2 separate regions of the Pan troglodytes genome follow, and region 2 is linked to region 1. A link is a contact called in public HiChIP or PLAC-seq data. All regions are on one chromosome and are shown on one strand. Each heading gives the region's core, a stretch centred on a gene start, on an enhancer-like site or on the middle of the called end of the contact. The rest is flanking DNA. Distances are from core to core; before and after follow the strand shown. Region 1 holds the start of STT3B (STT3 oligosaccharyltransferase complex catalytic subunit B). Region 2 holds the start of ZNF860 (zinc finger protein 860).

What was found. HiChIP or PLAC-seq counts read pairs in DNA pulled down with a chosen protein or histone mark.
Region 2: an H3K4me3 HiChIP or PLAC-seq map of stem cell-derived excitatory neurons shows a contact between it and region 1, with 5 times the contacts expected there. The contact joins the promoter of ZNF860 here to the promoter of STT3B in region 1. A contact is called at or near these places in 1 of 7 Hi-C or Micro-C datasets (stem cell-derived neural progenitor cells) and 1 of 1 datasets of contacts at active chromatin or transcription factors (stem cell-derived excitatory neurons).

The regions. Positions count from the first base shown.
Region 1 is chr2:35,539,841-35,547,487 of NHGRI_mPanTro3-v2.0_pri, reverse strand. STT3B (STT3 oligosaccharyltransferase complex catalytic subunit B) reads right to left here and starts at 3,257. Exons shown (of 15, transcript XM_024355355.3): 1 at 862-3,257. The coding sequence starts at 1,175.
Region 2 is chr2:35,993,052-36,000,698 of NHGRI_mPanTro3-v2.0_pri, reverse strand. ZNF860 (zinc finger protein 860) reads right to left here and starts at 4,120. Exons shown (of 2, transcript XM_516348.8): 1 at 3,992-4,120. OSBPL10 (oxysterol binding protein like 10) reads left to right here and starts at 4,614. Exons shown (of 12, transcript XM_003950045.5): 1 at 4,614-4,995. The coding sequence starts at 4,715.

The sequences.
Region 1 (7,647 bases), core at 2,008-4,507:
GACCAATAAAGGAACTAATGCAATGCTTTCAGGTACTGTGCATAACACACTAAGGGTGACAGTGGCTAACAGGGTAAGGATCTTGTTCTAAAAAGCAACCCAAGACGATAGTGAAACAGTAAGGTGCTGAGTGCACTTAAGAGCTCTGAAAAAAAGCCACTCTTTAAAATACCTAATGATAAATAAATAAGAGTAGCTAGCTTTCAGATCACTTTCAGGGGTATTATTTCCTTCCCTCCAACACCCCACTGACTCTCCTTTTCCCTTCTCGTATCATGAGAGCATAAAAAGAAACAGTAAAAGCGTAAAACTGCAAGGGTGAGCAGCCGGGGTTCCGGCACATCTGGACCCACCTCCAGCGACAACAGGGCAGCCCCCCTGGCCGACTCCGTCTGAACTAGCAAAAACGCGCCCGCAAAAATGAAAGAACGCGAAAGCAGCGGGCGAGGAGGGCGGGGAATCGGCCGACAGTCCGCGGAGGAACTACCTGCCGGCTCCTGGCGTGGCGGGTCCGGACTCAGCGACCAAAGCGGGCTGCGAGGGACTGCACCCACACTCCCGGCGGCTGCACCCACACTCCTGGCGGCTGCACCCACACTCCTGGCAGTCTTCACACTAGCCCGGCCGAGAGTCAAGGTTTCGCTCCCGGACCCCGACGCCCCGCCTCAGGCTGCACGGGGCAAACTTCGCCCACGGGCAGGGGGCGCGCCCGGAGCTCCGGGATCCGCGCCGGCCTCAGCCAGGACGCGAGCGGGGCTCCGCGGCGGCGCGGGGCCAAGTCGAGGAGAGCTGCGGCGGGCAGAGGAGCGGGTCCCGGTTCCCCGCGGGCCACGGGCGGGGGAGGGGCGGCGAGGCACTTACCACGGGTCGAACTCGTGGATGATGCTTTCGAAGCGGATGACGGCGAAGAGGCGCGAGCTGAAGCCGGCAAGCCAGGCCAGGAAGAGGATGGTGAAGGAGAGAAGCGACTGCCACCCAGCCGGCTGCGACAGCCCCCCGGACAGCCCCGCCGGGGCCGGCTTCGGCGGCGCCGCGCCGCCCGCCGCCTTGTGCGCGCACTGGGCCCCGGGCCCGTGGTGGCCGTGCCGGCTGTTTCCCAGGGCCATGAGGCCACTCCACGGGGACGAGTTGAGGGACGACTTGTGCTTGCTCTCCGGGGCCGAGGGCTCCGCCATGTTGTGCCCCGGCGGCGGGTCTAGCTCTCCTCCTCCGCCGCCGCCGCCTGGTGCGAGGGGTGCTGGGCGGGGACCCGGAGGAGGAGGAGGAGGAGGAAGAAAAAGGAGGAGGAGGGAAGAGCTCTGCGCGCTCCCGCCCTCAGCGCCGCGAGGCCGGCGGGCTGGGGGTGGAGGAAGCGGCGGCGGGGAGTCTCCGCCTCAGCAGCGGCCGCGATCGCCGCTCTCTCAACCCAGATGGCCCCGGCGCCCCACTAGCCATCCGTATCCCCAGTGCAGCTGCGGCGGCGGCGGCGAAAGCCGACGGGACGAGGGCGCCAGAGAAGAAGCAGCAGACGGAGGCGGCACCACGGCTCTGAGAAGCAATGACATTCCCTCTCTAGCCCGCCGCCCGCCCAGCCGAGAGGAGCAGGGGGAGGAGCCCCCTGGAGTCCGGGCGGAGCTCAAGCATCCTCTGACTCCGCCCCCGGCCTGACAGGAACTGGCCCCTCCGCCTGTCACAAAGCGACAGGTCCGTTAGGGGGCGGGCCCAGAACCGCTGCGCCCACCAATAGGGGCGCGAGCTGGGGCGGAGCTTGACCCAACCGTCTCCCCCTCCCCCGCCCCATCCCGGCCTCGCGCCGATTCGCCCGGAGTGGCCGAGCTGCGCGGCTACGGCTTCATTGTCAGTTGAAAGACGCGGTTTCGCGCGCCTGTGCGGTCGGCGAGAAAGGGTACTAGGCGGCTCCGCTAGGTTCATGGAGCTGAGCTGGGCCGAGGGGCGGGAACTGCGGAGCGGCCTCGGTCAAACTCGTCTTAAAGGACGCGGAAAGCGCCGCACCGACCAGCAGGACGCTCGCGGGCTCTCCGCGGTCGTGACTTTTAACCCGCTTTGCGCGGAGCCCTCACCACGTGACGGCCGCGCAGGCGCATTATCCTAGCCCTCGGCGCGTGGGTCGGGCCGAGGGGTTCAGCCGCCCGTGGCGCTCCTCGACTGGCGTTGCGAATGAGCCCGTGGCGGCAGTGACACAGCCTACCTTGCTCATTGCGCTTCACGTCCCGCCTCCGGCTTCTGCGGCCGCGGGAATCCGAGAATGTGAGCAAAGACAAGTTTTCCGACACCGAAAACTCGTTGGAACCGGCAAGCGCGCCCCTAGCTCCGGCAGGCAAAATGCGACCTTCTCTCGCCCTTTTTCGTTTGTACTCCGAATTGCGAAAGTACTGTCTGTTCACTGGAAATATGGGAAAATGCAGAAATACATTAACGGCTGCATACATTCCGTCGAGTGAGTGAAACTAACTTACCCTGGACGTTAAGCTGTTTCCAGTTCTCACTTTACTAAATAATAATAGAACGAAGGTTCTTGTGCACGTCTACCTTGTATTTTTATAATTCCTTTCCTTTCCCCACTTCCCTCCTTGTCCGCTAAAATAAAGTGCTACCAGATAAACTCAGGGCAAAATGAGCTTAAACTAAGTGAGGTAGTGGGGAGTCTCGAATTGCTCTGATATAAACCCCATAGAAAGTACGGAGCTTTCGGCGTAATCGGTGCTCAGTAAATACTTGTTCATGTCAATTCACAGCTAATTGTACATTTTATTAGGTAAGTAACATCTGGATATTAAAGGGCATATTAATGTAAAACTATAAAGGCCCTGAATTATTTTCTTAGGTGATTTAAATTTTTCTCTTTAACTACAAATTGTGTTTCAATATTAATAGAAGTCTTAAAATATTAGATAAATGAACCCTAGTTATTTTGAGGTAGCTCTTTGAAAGTAAGGCAACTCCAGCTACCCTTTTAACCTGCTAAGTGGTTACGTTTTGTCCTGTTTCCTTAAAAAAACCATAAATAGTCTTATTAAGGAAATAATGAAAAGGTTTCCAGAAATAGACTTTCTCACCAACAGTTTAATAGCCGACATTTATTGAACGTACACATTTTAATGAGAATTAGGATAAAATATTAACTGCCTCTGTTATACAGAGAAAGATGAAATGCTTTTCCTCGTAGCCCAAACGGTACATGCTGAAATGACAGCAGAGGATTTTTGTCTGTGTTCCCTGAACCAAAGTTTTATCAGTCTAAAATAAAATTTGTGTTTTTATTTTAATTTGTTTGGATATTTCTATTTTATTGTCTTTGTGTATCTATTCCCTAGTAAGTTCTACGTTATCTTCTTTTGCTTCCTGTTTTGGCTGTTTAATGGCCATAGGCCTGGTCTGAAAAGTGACCAAGTGAAATAGTCCCAAATTGTTGCTCACTAGTCATGTAGCATTGGACAAGTCACCTGCATGGGTTGCCCTTTCTGCTCTTAAAGTCAGTTGTTAATATTAAAAAAGCTTATCTGAAAGCATTTTAGGAAATTGTTAAGGAACGTGCAAATACAGGGTAGTGGTAAAGGTGAAAAGCCCTACGAAAACCCCTTGATTTTTGACCTTCATTTATTCACTCATTCATTGAGCAAGTATATATTGAACTCCTTTATGCCGACCACTGTGAGTGAACTGGGATGCATGGGGATTCAGCTAGGAACAGGAAAGACATAGCTCCTACTCTCACAGAGTTCACCAGCCAGCCCTAGGAAGGGAGGTATTAACCACATCATCAGATGGTTCAGGACCAAAATGCAGGGTGACAAACACTGTGGAGGACAGGCACATGGGGAATTTGATCTACACCAGAAGGATGAGAAACATTACCCTGAGGAAGCAGCACTGGAAGTGATGATGAACGGACGAGGAGAAGGAGAATGGAACGCGTTATATAGACAGAGAAGCACGTGCAAAGGCACTGCAGTGGGGCAGGGGAGGCATACGAGTATCCCAGAAAAGTGGCTGCAATGCAGACAGTGGGACAAGGTGCAGTAGGAGTCAAAGGAATGGCCGGGTAGTGTAGGTCCTTTTAAGAGGTGTTTTTTGCTTCATGTTAACTTCAGAATATTGAGAAGCCATAAAGGGTTTTAAGCAGCATGTGGTGTATTTGAGATAGAGGGAGAGAGTTGATCAGATGTGTGTTTTGAAAAGATTACCAAGGCTGCAATGTGAAAAGCATTTTGGAGAGGAGACCAGTAAAAGCTCTACCTGAGAATTCAGAGATTACTTTTGTGAGGAATATGCTATTGTGGAACCACTAGAGAACCCATAAAAATAAATTGCAGCATTGTGAATTCACAATTTCTAGCCTATCAACATGGAAAAATGGTTTACAGTTTGTGATGAAGCTTGAATGTGTTTGCCCCTTTGCACTTGAGGTTCTAATCCTGCTAGGTGCTTGTAACATCCTCCTGAGTTCAAATCTCTCAGGAGTCAGTCAAACACTATGGGTACAACATCATGAGCAGAATGGTGTGACATCAGAGGCCCAGCTTCCAGGGGAAGGGAGTATTTGAGTTGAAACTTGAGGGGTGAGCAGAAGTTCACAAGACACACTAGGAAGAGGGATGGGGGATTCCAAGAAGGAACAAGGAAGTCCTTCAAATTAATACACAAAGTTTAATATTAATGAAGGTGCATTGGGAGATGAGACTGAAAGAGAGATAAGAACCAGATTATTAAGGACTTGTCTGCCTGGTAAAGGAGTTTATTATTCTGTAAGCAGCTGGGATTCATTGAAACATTTTGAACAACAATAACATGATCAGACTTGGTTGATGGAAGAAAAAAAATTGACAGGTAGTATGAAAGATGTACTGGAAAGGGTGAGAGTGGATGCAGAGAAACCAATAAGGAAGCATTTACAGAAATTTAGGCAAGAGAATTAGGTACCAAAACTGGGACAGTAGGGCTCAGAGAGGAAAGGACTGATAGGAGAGGTATCAAGAGAGTAGAGTCCAGAAATTGGTGATTGGGGTAAAATAAAAGTAGGGTTTAGGACAAATCTGGAGTTTCTGGTTTAGTTATTTGGATGGAAAGTGATGTCTCAGAAATAGGGAGCAAAGGACAAGCAGCAGATTTGGAGGGGAGATGATCCAATCAGCTTTGGAGATGTGATGTTTTAAGTCCCTGTAGGACATCCAAGAGGAGTTGGATAACAGACACTTAAAGAGATGTGATGTTCAGGAGGAAGGGTTTTCTGGGATAAAGGCTTGGGACTCCATGGCTACAGGTGAAATTTTGCTGGAATCAAGGCTATAGACAAGGAGACAAGGGTTGAGGATAGAGCCCTAAGGACTTTCCAAATTTAGATGTGCCTACAGGGAGCCCAAGATAGAGCAATGTCCCAGCAGTGAAGAAAGGGAAATAAAGTGAAGTCAGAAGCAGCACAAGGTACAGAGAAATGGAGTGTGACACAGCTGAAAAGTGTACCTTTCTTTTGGCAACCAGGAGTTCACCAATTACTTTAGCAAGGTCAATTTTAGTGGAGTCATAGGGGCAGAAACCAGATGGCAGCAGGTGAGAAGGGATCAGTGGCAAGGGATGTGGAGGCAGGGAATGTATACCACCCTTTCTAAAAGTCTGGTTTCAAAAGCACAGACAGGACCAAATCAGACCAAGAAAAAACTAAATTACGATCCGCAGTCCCTAGCATTTCCCACAGTGATCAAGAAAAGATTTAAGTGCCTGTGATGTGTCCCAGGAATGACACAGGTCGGAGAGTGGGTTTCATTCTTCCTAGAGAAACACAAACAACAAGACATGTACGCTTGTACTAGACACACCACACTAGGGGGCTGCTACGCTCTGCAATATAATTGACATTTGCAAATATCTGGTAACTGAGGGAATTCCCAATGCTTATATTGTCCCTTTCTGACAAGCACCTGTCAAAGAACCTCCCTGGTAGCCCATAGCCCCAGTAGAGGAGAGAGAAGCAGAGAGGGAGAAAAAAGATTTGAGCTAGGTGTGCTGCCAAGTGGTACTGTGTGGTGGTTTAGAGCACAGGCTCTGCGGACACTGCTGGGTACCAAATCTTCACTTTAGTTCTTCTGAGTCACATGGCTTTTGGCAAGCTACTTCCCATCTCTGCTCCTTGGTATCCTCATCTTTACAGCGTAGATAAGCACTGAACCTTTCTCTTAGGGTTATAAGAAGAAATAAATGAATCAATACATGAAAATAACTTAGGACAGTGCCTGGCGCAAAGGAAACATTCAATATATGTTGGTTATTAACAATATCACTGGTACTACTGCTATATTCAGAACCATGACAGATGGGCTATGAGACTTACTCCCGTGGATAGCCTTAAAATAATTCTCCATGACCCGAGCCCATACGAATGCTTCTTTATTTCTTTAAGCCAGAAAATGCCTGCTTCAAATAAAACACCTTACAAAGTTAGGCAATACCTAGCTGCTGATAATGAATAATAACCTCCAATTTATAATCCAATAGAACTGGGGTCTGCAACTTTTTTTGTAAAAGGCAACACAGTAAATATTTTCATCTTTGTGGGCCATGCTGTCTCAGGCTACTACTCAACCCTGTTGTTGTAGTGTGAAAGTAGCAATGGACAATATGTAAGAGAACAGGCATGGCTGTTCTTCAGTAAACACAACCACACCTGCAGACCAGAGTTTGTTGGCCCTTGCGGTAGATGATAAGGGGATTGCTGTGATCTAATCTAGCTCAAAATCCAGTATGAGGCAGAGAATGTTTTCTATCATGATCACTGTGAAGAGTGAGAGCTTGTGTCTGGGCAGTCATCAAGGACATGTTCATGAAGTGATTGGCCTTAAAGAATAGGTAGGATGTTGGCCGGAAGCTGTGGCTCACGCCTGTAATCCCAGCACTTTGGGAGGCCAAGGCAGGTAGATCACAAGGTCAGGAGTTTGAGACCAGCCTGGCCAATATGGTGAAACCCCCATCTCTACTAAAAATACAAAAATGAGCCGGGCATGGTGGTGCACACCTGTAATCCCAGCTACTCAGGAGGCTGAGGCAGGAGAATCGCTTGAACCTGGGAGGCAGAGGTTGCAGTGAGCCGAGATCACACCACTGCACTCCAGCCTGGGTGACAGAAAGAAAAAAAAAAAAAAAAAAAGAATAGGTAGGATGTTGACAAGTGAGATTTGGAGTGTGGGAAGGATGCATTAGAAGCAGAGGAAGGCCGGGGGCGGTAGCTCACGCCTGTAATCCCAGCACTTTGGGAGGCCGAGGCGGGCGGATCACGAGGTCAGGAGATCGAGACCACGGTGAAACCCTGTCTCTACTAAAAATACAAAAAAATTAGCCCGGCGCGGTGGCCGGCGCCTGTAGTCCCAGCTGCTCGGGAGGCTGAGGCAGAAGAATGGCGTGAACCCGGGAGGCGGAGCTTGCAGTGAGCCGAGATCGCGCCAATGGACTCCAGCCTGGGCGACAGAGCGAGACGCCGTCTCAAAAAAAAAAAAAAAAAAAAAAGCAGAGGAAAAAGAAAAACAAAGCCAAGCAGGGGACACTTAGGAATGAGCCAGTAATCCAGAGCTGAGATGCAGTGTCACATTTTATCTTTATTTGCTACCATTGAAACGACACAACACTCTAGTCTTAAAATTCCAGATCATATATAGGAAA
Region 2 (7,647 bases), core at 2,871-5,370, 450 kb before region 1:
CCTTCTCACTCCAGGACACAAGCTTAAGGAGAGTCCTTATCCGGGACATGCTGCTCTCCTGGGATAAGGAAAAGAGAAAGATGGTGGAACCATATGACTGCTCTTAAAGCTTATGTTTGGAAGGGGCATTCATTACTTCTGTTCACATTCCATTGCTCAAAGCAATTCCATGGCCAAGCCTGAGGTCCATGTGGAGTAAGGATACTCTTTCCATAGGAAGCGGCAGTAAATATTTTGAACAAATGAACATTCTTGCATAGTTTATTACAGCCAGTATCATTTGTCCCATTTTGCAGTGAGAAAACTAAGGGTAAAAGAGGTAATTTGATCAAGGTCATAGGTTAGAATTCAGCTCTGAATGGCTTCAAATTTGGTCCAGGCAAGCTCTTTTCAGATTTTTTTATTTTTATTTTTTATTTATTTATTTATTTATTTTTTATTTTTTATTGATCATTCTTGGGTGTTTCTCGCAGAGGGGGATTTGGCAGGGTCACAGGACAATAGTGGAGGGAAGGTCAGCAGATAAACAAGTGAACAAAGTTCTCTGGTTTTCCTAGGCAGAGGGCCCTGCGGCCTTCCGCAGTGTTTGTGTCCCTGGGTACTTGAGATTAGGGAGTGGTGATGACTCTTAACGAACATGCTGCCTTCAAGCATCTGTTTAACAAAGCACATCTTGCACTTCCCTTAATCCATTCAACCCTGAGTGGATACAGCACATGTTTCAGAGAGCACAGGGTTGGGGGTAAGGTCACAGATCAACAGGATCCCAAGGCAGAAGAATTTTTCTTAGTACAGAACAAAATGAAAAGTCTCCCATGTCTACCTCTTTCTACACAGACACGGCAACCATCCGATTTCTCAATCTTTTCCCCACCTTTCCCCCCTTTCTATTCCACAAAACCGCCATTGTCTTCATGGCCCGTTCTCAATGAGCTGTTGAGTACACCTCCCAGATGGGGTGGTGGCCGGGCAGAGGAGCTCCTCACTTCCCAGTAGGGGCGGCCGGGCAGAAGCGCCCCTCACCTCCCGGACGGGGCGGCTGGCCGGGCGGGGGGCTGACCCCCCACACCTCCCTCCCGGACGGGGCGGCTGGCCGGGGGGGGGGGGCTGACCCCCCACCTCCCTCCCGGATGGGGCGGCTGGCCGGGCAGAGGAGCTCCTCACTTCCCAGTAGGGGCGGCTGGGCAGAGGCGCCCCTCACTTCCCCGACGGGGCGGCTGGCCCGGCGGGGGCCTGACCCCCCCACCTCCCTTCCGGACGGGGCGGCTGGCCGGGCAGAGGGGCTCCTCACTTCCCGGTAGGGGCGGCCGGGCAGAGGCGCCCCTCACCTCCCGGACAGGGCGGCTGGCCGGGCGGGGGGCTGATCCCCCCACCTCCCTCCCGGACGGGGCGGCTGGCCGGGTGGGGGGCTGACCCCCCCACCTCCCTCCCGGACGGGGCGGCTGGCTGGGTGGGGGGCTGACCCCCCCACCTCCCTCCCAGACGGGGCGGCTGGCCGGGCGGGGGACTGACCCCCCCACCTCCCTCCCGGATGGGGCGGCTGGCCGGGCAGAGGGGCTCCTCACTTCCCAGTAGGGGCGGCCGGGCAGAGGCGGCCCTCACCTCCCGGACGGGGCGGCTGGCCAGGCGGGGGGCTAACCCCCCCACCTCCCTCCCAGACGGGGCGGCTGGCCGGGCGGGGGGCTGACCCCCCCACCTCCCTTCCAGACAGAGCGGCTGGCCGGGCAGAGGGGCTCCTCACTTCCCAGTAGGGGCGGCTGGGCAGAGGCGCCCCCACCTCCCGGACAGGGTGGCTGGCCGGGCGGGGGGCTGATCCCCCCACCTCCCTCCTGGATGGGGCGGCTGGCCAGGCGGGGGGCTGATCCCCCCACCTCCCTCCCGGACGGGGCGGCTGGCCGGGCGGGGGGCTGACCCCCCCACCTCCCTCCCGGATGGGGCGGCTGGCCGGGCGGGGGGCTGACCCCCCCACCTCCCTCCCAGACAGAGCGGCTGGGCAGAGGCGCCCCCACCTCCCGGACAGGGTGGCTGGCCGGGCGGGGGGCTGATCCCCCCACCTCCCTCCTGGACGGGGCAGCTGGCCAGGCGGGGGGCTGATCCCCCCACCTCCCTCCCGGATGGGGCGGCTGGCCAGGCGGGGGGCTGACCCCCCCACCTCCCTCCCGGATGGGGCGGCTGGCCGGGCGGGGGGCTGACCCCCCCACCTCCCTCCCGGACGGGGCGGCTGGCTGGGCAGAGGGGCTCCTCACTTCCCAGTAGGGGCGGCCGGGCAGAGGCACCCCTCACCTCCCGGACGGGGCGGCTGGCCGGGTGGGGGGCTGACCCCCCCACCTCCCTCCCGGACGGGGCGGCTGGCCGGGCAGAGGGGCTCCTCACTTCTCGGTAGGGGCGGCTGGGCAGAGGCACCCCTCACCTCCCGGACGGGGCGGCTGGCCGGGCGGGGGGCTGACCCCCCCACCTCCCTCCCGGACGGAGCGGCTGGCCGGGCAGAGGGGCTCCTCACTTCCCAGTAGGGGCAGCCGGGCAGAGGCGCCCCTCACCTCCCGGACAGGGCGGCTGGCCGGGCGGGGGGCTGACCCCCCCACCTCCCTCCCGGATGAGGAGGGAGGACGCTCCTCACTTCTCAGACGGGGTGGCTGCCGGGCGGAGGGGCTCCTCACTTCTCAGACGGGGCGGTTGCCAGGCAGAGGGTCTCCTCACTTCTCAGACGGGGCGGCCGGGCAGAGACGCTCCTCACATCCCGGACGGGGCGGCAGGGCAGAGGTGCTCCCCACATCTCAGACGATGGGCGGCCGGGCAGAGACGCTCCTCACTTCCCAGATGTGATGGCGGCCGGGAAGAGGGGCTCCTCACTTCCTAGATGGGATGGCGGCCGGGCAGAGACGCTCCTCGCTTTCCAGACTGGGCAGCCAGGCAGAGGGGCTCCTCACATCCCAGACGATGGGCGGTCAGGCGGAGACGCTCCTCACTTCCCAGACGGGGTGGCTGCCAGGCAGAGGCTGCAATCTCGGCACTTAGGGAGGCCAAGGCAGGCGGCTGGGAGGTGGTTGTAGCGAGCCGAGTTCACGCCACTGCACTCCAGCCTGGGCGCCATTGAGCACTGAGTTAACGAGACTCCGTCTGCAATCCCGGCACCTCGGGAGGCCGAGGCTGGCAGATCTCTTGCGGTTAGGAGCTGGAGACCAGCCCGGCCGACACATCGAAACCCCGTCTCCACCCCAGATTTTTTTTTTTTTTAACACTATGTAGGCACCTGGAATTGTAATTTACTCAGGGGCACAACCACTTCTCTTCAACTCCAGAAGCTTCTCCGTGCATCTCTAGAGCTAAACCACCCATGAAATCTTCCTGGAAGGATGTGAAGCTAGAAAGGGGTTGGGCTCGGGGAACTGTCCCTTTGAGAGCTGACTCTTCCATTTAGTAATTTTTTTTAACTGTTGAAGTATTTATCTGCTTGATGGGTTTGTAGATCCTTTGGACGGAGATCACCTATCATCTATCACCTTTTGTTTTGTCTGTGTGTGTGTGTGTGTGTGTGTGAGAGAGAGTCTGAGTTCCTCAAAGCTTTTTTCTAGGTAATTTTTGATACTTCAGATTACAATGGATATCTATATTCACAAAAAATATTAGTGGGATAGAAAGAGTATCTTTAGGTAGGAAGAGGGGCGCAGAAGTTACAGCCAACACAGAGAATCCATCAATGTTTGTAAATATCTGTTAATTTCCCTTGCCTCCGGAGCAGTTTTCCGGGTTTCAGAGCCTCTGCTCCTAGGTGCACGTGCAGTGTGGTAACAATGGATAGGTTTTGACTTGCCAGGTTTATGCGTGCCATTCAGGGCAGGGGATTAGGTTAGGCCAGTGAGTGACCTAGGACATTCAATTTAAGGAAGCACTCGCACAAACCTGAGAGTTCGCGCACCTCACCCCAGCACAGCAGTGTGTCTGTTAAGCATTTATCATAATCCTGCTGCATGAAAATGCCCGGCGAGCTTACCTGTGAGGATCACCTGCCACTCCCCTCCTCCGCCAGACAACGCGGAGGGCCTCCCTGAGCTGTGACTTTGCTCCGCCGGTGATAATTTCCAGGTTACTGTGTAGGAGCGTCTGGCGCAGGATCGTGTGCGGAAGACCGAGAGAGGGAGTGTGCGTGTGAGCCTGTCAGGCCGGGCGGGTCCATATCCGGGTGGACCGGGTGGGTGGGGCTGCCCCTCCCTCCAGGTCCCGAGGTGGATAAGGGGTGGGGAGTGACGTGCAGAGATTCCCTTTCGCCCCTTCGGATCCAAGAGAGGGTGGCAGAAGGAATGCGTGGGTGACTTGGCGTGGATTTAGGGCGTGCCCACCCTGCAGATCGGCCTCCTAGGGTGTCCCGAGGGCCTGAGAGGCCGCAGGGACACGAAGGAAGAGAAGGAGGAACCCGAAGAGGGCTCGCCTAGCCGGCCACCCGCTCCGAACTTGCCCGGGAAACTAGTGCGGAGGGAGGGGCCGGGCCCTGGCCGCGACGGGAGGAGGGGCGGCCGCAGCTGCATCCAGCCCCGTTGGCTTCCTTCCCAGCTCTCCTTCGCCTCCTCCTCCTCTTCCTCCTGTATGAGTCAGGCATTTCCCGGGGATTTGGAGCAGCCACGCGCGGCCCGGGCGCCCGGAGCTGTAGCAGCAGCAGCAGCCGCCGTGCCGGGGCCGCCACCGCGGCGGGCACCCGCGTCCCGGGCGCGCACGGACCATGGAGAGGGCAGCCCAGGGCACAGACGGCGGCGGGGGTAGCAACAGCAGCAGCCGCAGCAGCAGCCGTGCTACCTCGGCGGGCTCCTCGCCCTCCTGCTCTCTGGCGGGCCGGGGGGTCTCCAGCCGGTCGGCGGCGGCCGGGCTCGGCGGCGGGGGAAGCCGCAGCAGCCCGGGCTCTGTGGCCGCTAGCCCGTCCGGGGGAGGCGGCCGCAGGAGGGAGCCGGCGCTCGAGGGCGTGCTCAGCAAATACACCAACCTCCTCCAGGGCTGGCAGAACAGGTAACGCGCCAGCCGCCCGCGCCACCGCGCGCCGCTGTGTGTGTGTGTGTGTGCGCGCGCGCGCGTGTGTGTGTGTATGTGTGTTGTGTATGTGTGTGCGCGCGCGCGATTGTGCCTTCAGCGAACCCGGTGATGCCTCCCAACGGTGCCCTTCCTGCGTCCCTGCTCCCCTCCAGGTGGGGTTCTCAGGATGGGGCGCGCCGTGGCTCCACCCCGGGACCGCACCGCAGTGGCGGGGAGGGAGGCGAGAGCCCTGGTTTTCTTCTATGCTGGCACCTGCAGAGACTGGAGTGGTGGCAGGAGGATCGTGCTGGTCCGCGTGCTCTGCTTGTCCGCGGTTTCCCGCACGCCTGAAGAATGACTGGGAAAGGGAGGCAGAAGGGGCGTGCTTTGTGCCGGGGTGAAAAAGCGTTAGCACGTCCGCTCCGATTACAGTAATTCTCTAAATAACAGTTCATTTTAAAGTTTGGTGTTTCAGAACACCACCAACATCAACAAAAAACCTGCCACTTGTCATCCTGGGCGACTGTGCATACTCCTGCCCCAGTTTGTGCCTTGCAGCCTCCGATGTCTGTAATGGAAGTTTTGTTTAAAAACAGAAAGAGGCCGGGCGCGGTGGCTCACCTCTGTAATCCCAGTACTTTGGGAGGCCGAGGCGGGCAGATCAGGAAGTCAGGAGTTCGAGACCAGCCTGGCCAACATGGTGAAACCCCGTCTCTACTAAAAATAAAAAAAATTAGCCGGGCGTGGCGGCGCGCCTGTAATTACAGCTACTCCGGAGGCTGAGGCAGGAGAATCACTTGAACCCCGGAGGCAGAGGTTGCAGTGAGCCGAGATCGCGCCATTGCAATCTAGCCGGGGCGACAGTGCGAGACTCCGACTCAAAAAATAAAATAAAATAAAATAAAAAAATAAAAAGAAAGAAAGAAAAAATACCCTCCCCCTTTTAATATTAGTAGCAATTTACATTATTATCATTATTTCCTCTTCAGGTCCCATTTGAAGTTTCCTGCTCACTTCCCCCTTGCAGTTGAGAAGCCTAGTTATGGACAAGTGGAAGGATGGGGCTGTCGAGGAAAGGGGCTCAGGAGGCACTTGGAATGGTGGTAGTGTGTGTGATCTGCCATCGTGAGGAAGACAAGAACAGATGTGGCACTACTGTTTACTTCTTGTTTTTGTTTTTTTTTTCAATTTGTTTCTCAAAAACAAGCCAGAGGGAAATACAAGGGTCAGTGCGAGGAGAACAATGCTTTTTGGAGAGGTGGTTGGTGGGATATTTTGTCCTGCCTATTTAACAGTCTCCAGATCTTAATAGACTTGGGGCTCTTAAGGATGTTTGTGAGATTTGAATTATACCCTGGAAAGTTGCTTATCTCTGCTGCATGGACTATATTACTTGGTTATCTCTTCCTGTAGATTGTTTGGAAATGTTCAGATTTGCTTCCATCTGAAACATATCAGCCAGTTATTTGCACAAAACTCAACTTGGAGGAAGAGGACTTTTGAAGTATGGAAACTGAGTTGTTTCTATATTGATATTCTACATATAGGACTTTCTGAGTCACCTGGGCTTCCTGGGAGATGTGTTACTATGTTAGTGGAAGTTGCACTTAACTTTTGAATCCTTTTATTTCTCAAAATAGTCCTAGTGTCTGCTGTTGCCTCTCCCTTCCCCTTTCAATTCGTGAAAGCTGAAAAAGAATAGGTAGAATGCGTAGGTAGAGGGAGATATGAGATGACTAAATCTGATTTCAGTTCTTGGTAATTATGTCTTGTTAATGGCAACTCAAGGTGCCTTGTCAGTAACAGCATTTTGTTGGTGTGTTGAGCAATCACTTTTAATGCTTTTTCTTCAAGTAGCTTATGAGGCCAGCAAAGCTTTTACCCTGGATTACAGTTATTTTATTATTTACTTGCTGGGGAACAATATTTTACCTTGCAGTCTGTATTAAAGGATTTGTTATTTGGAGTGGATTTAGGAGGCATTGGAGTAACATTCTTTTGCATTATTTTAAACCTATTGTGGTGTTTAGATTGGAGGCAAGGTTGAGAAGAAGCATATTTAATGCCAATAATAATACCTATGTGATTGCAGGCTACCTAGGTGAAATGTGGTATTAAGTACACTCCGGAGCATGCTTAAGTGATGTCTCATCTTTATTGAGTTTGTTTACTGCAATTTATAGCTGTCTGCCTATGTTTGTTCTTACCACAGTAGACTCACCGTTTTCCAAGTCTACCACTGACTCCATAAGCATCATCTGTAATTGTTAACATCTCAGTGTCAGGGTTTCTATTTCCCACATTTTGTTCTTTGAACGATGGCTGAGGGTCCATTAGTGGTTTGGAGAAGATTTACGATGACTCTGTGCTTGCAAAATTCTCCCTTCTCTAGGGGTCTCATGAAGGGACAGATGGATTAGCGAAAAGGAAGAGAGAAGAGAATAAAAATAGAAACTTTGAAAATGTATTCATTTGTTCAATTATCTATTCAGAGACTGGTTTATTGAGCACCTACTATGTGGCAGGAACTGTTCTAGGAGCTGGAGCTACCACCCTTCCCTGGTCCAGGGAAATGCCTTAGTACAAATAGCCAACTGATTCATGCTGCCTTTCTTTCTGGGCCTCATAGCATCTTCCTTTGGCAGTTCT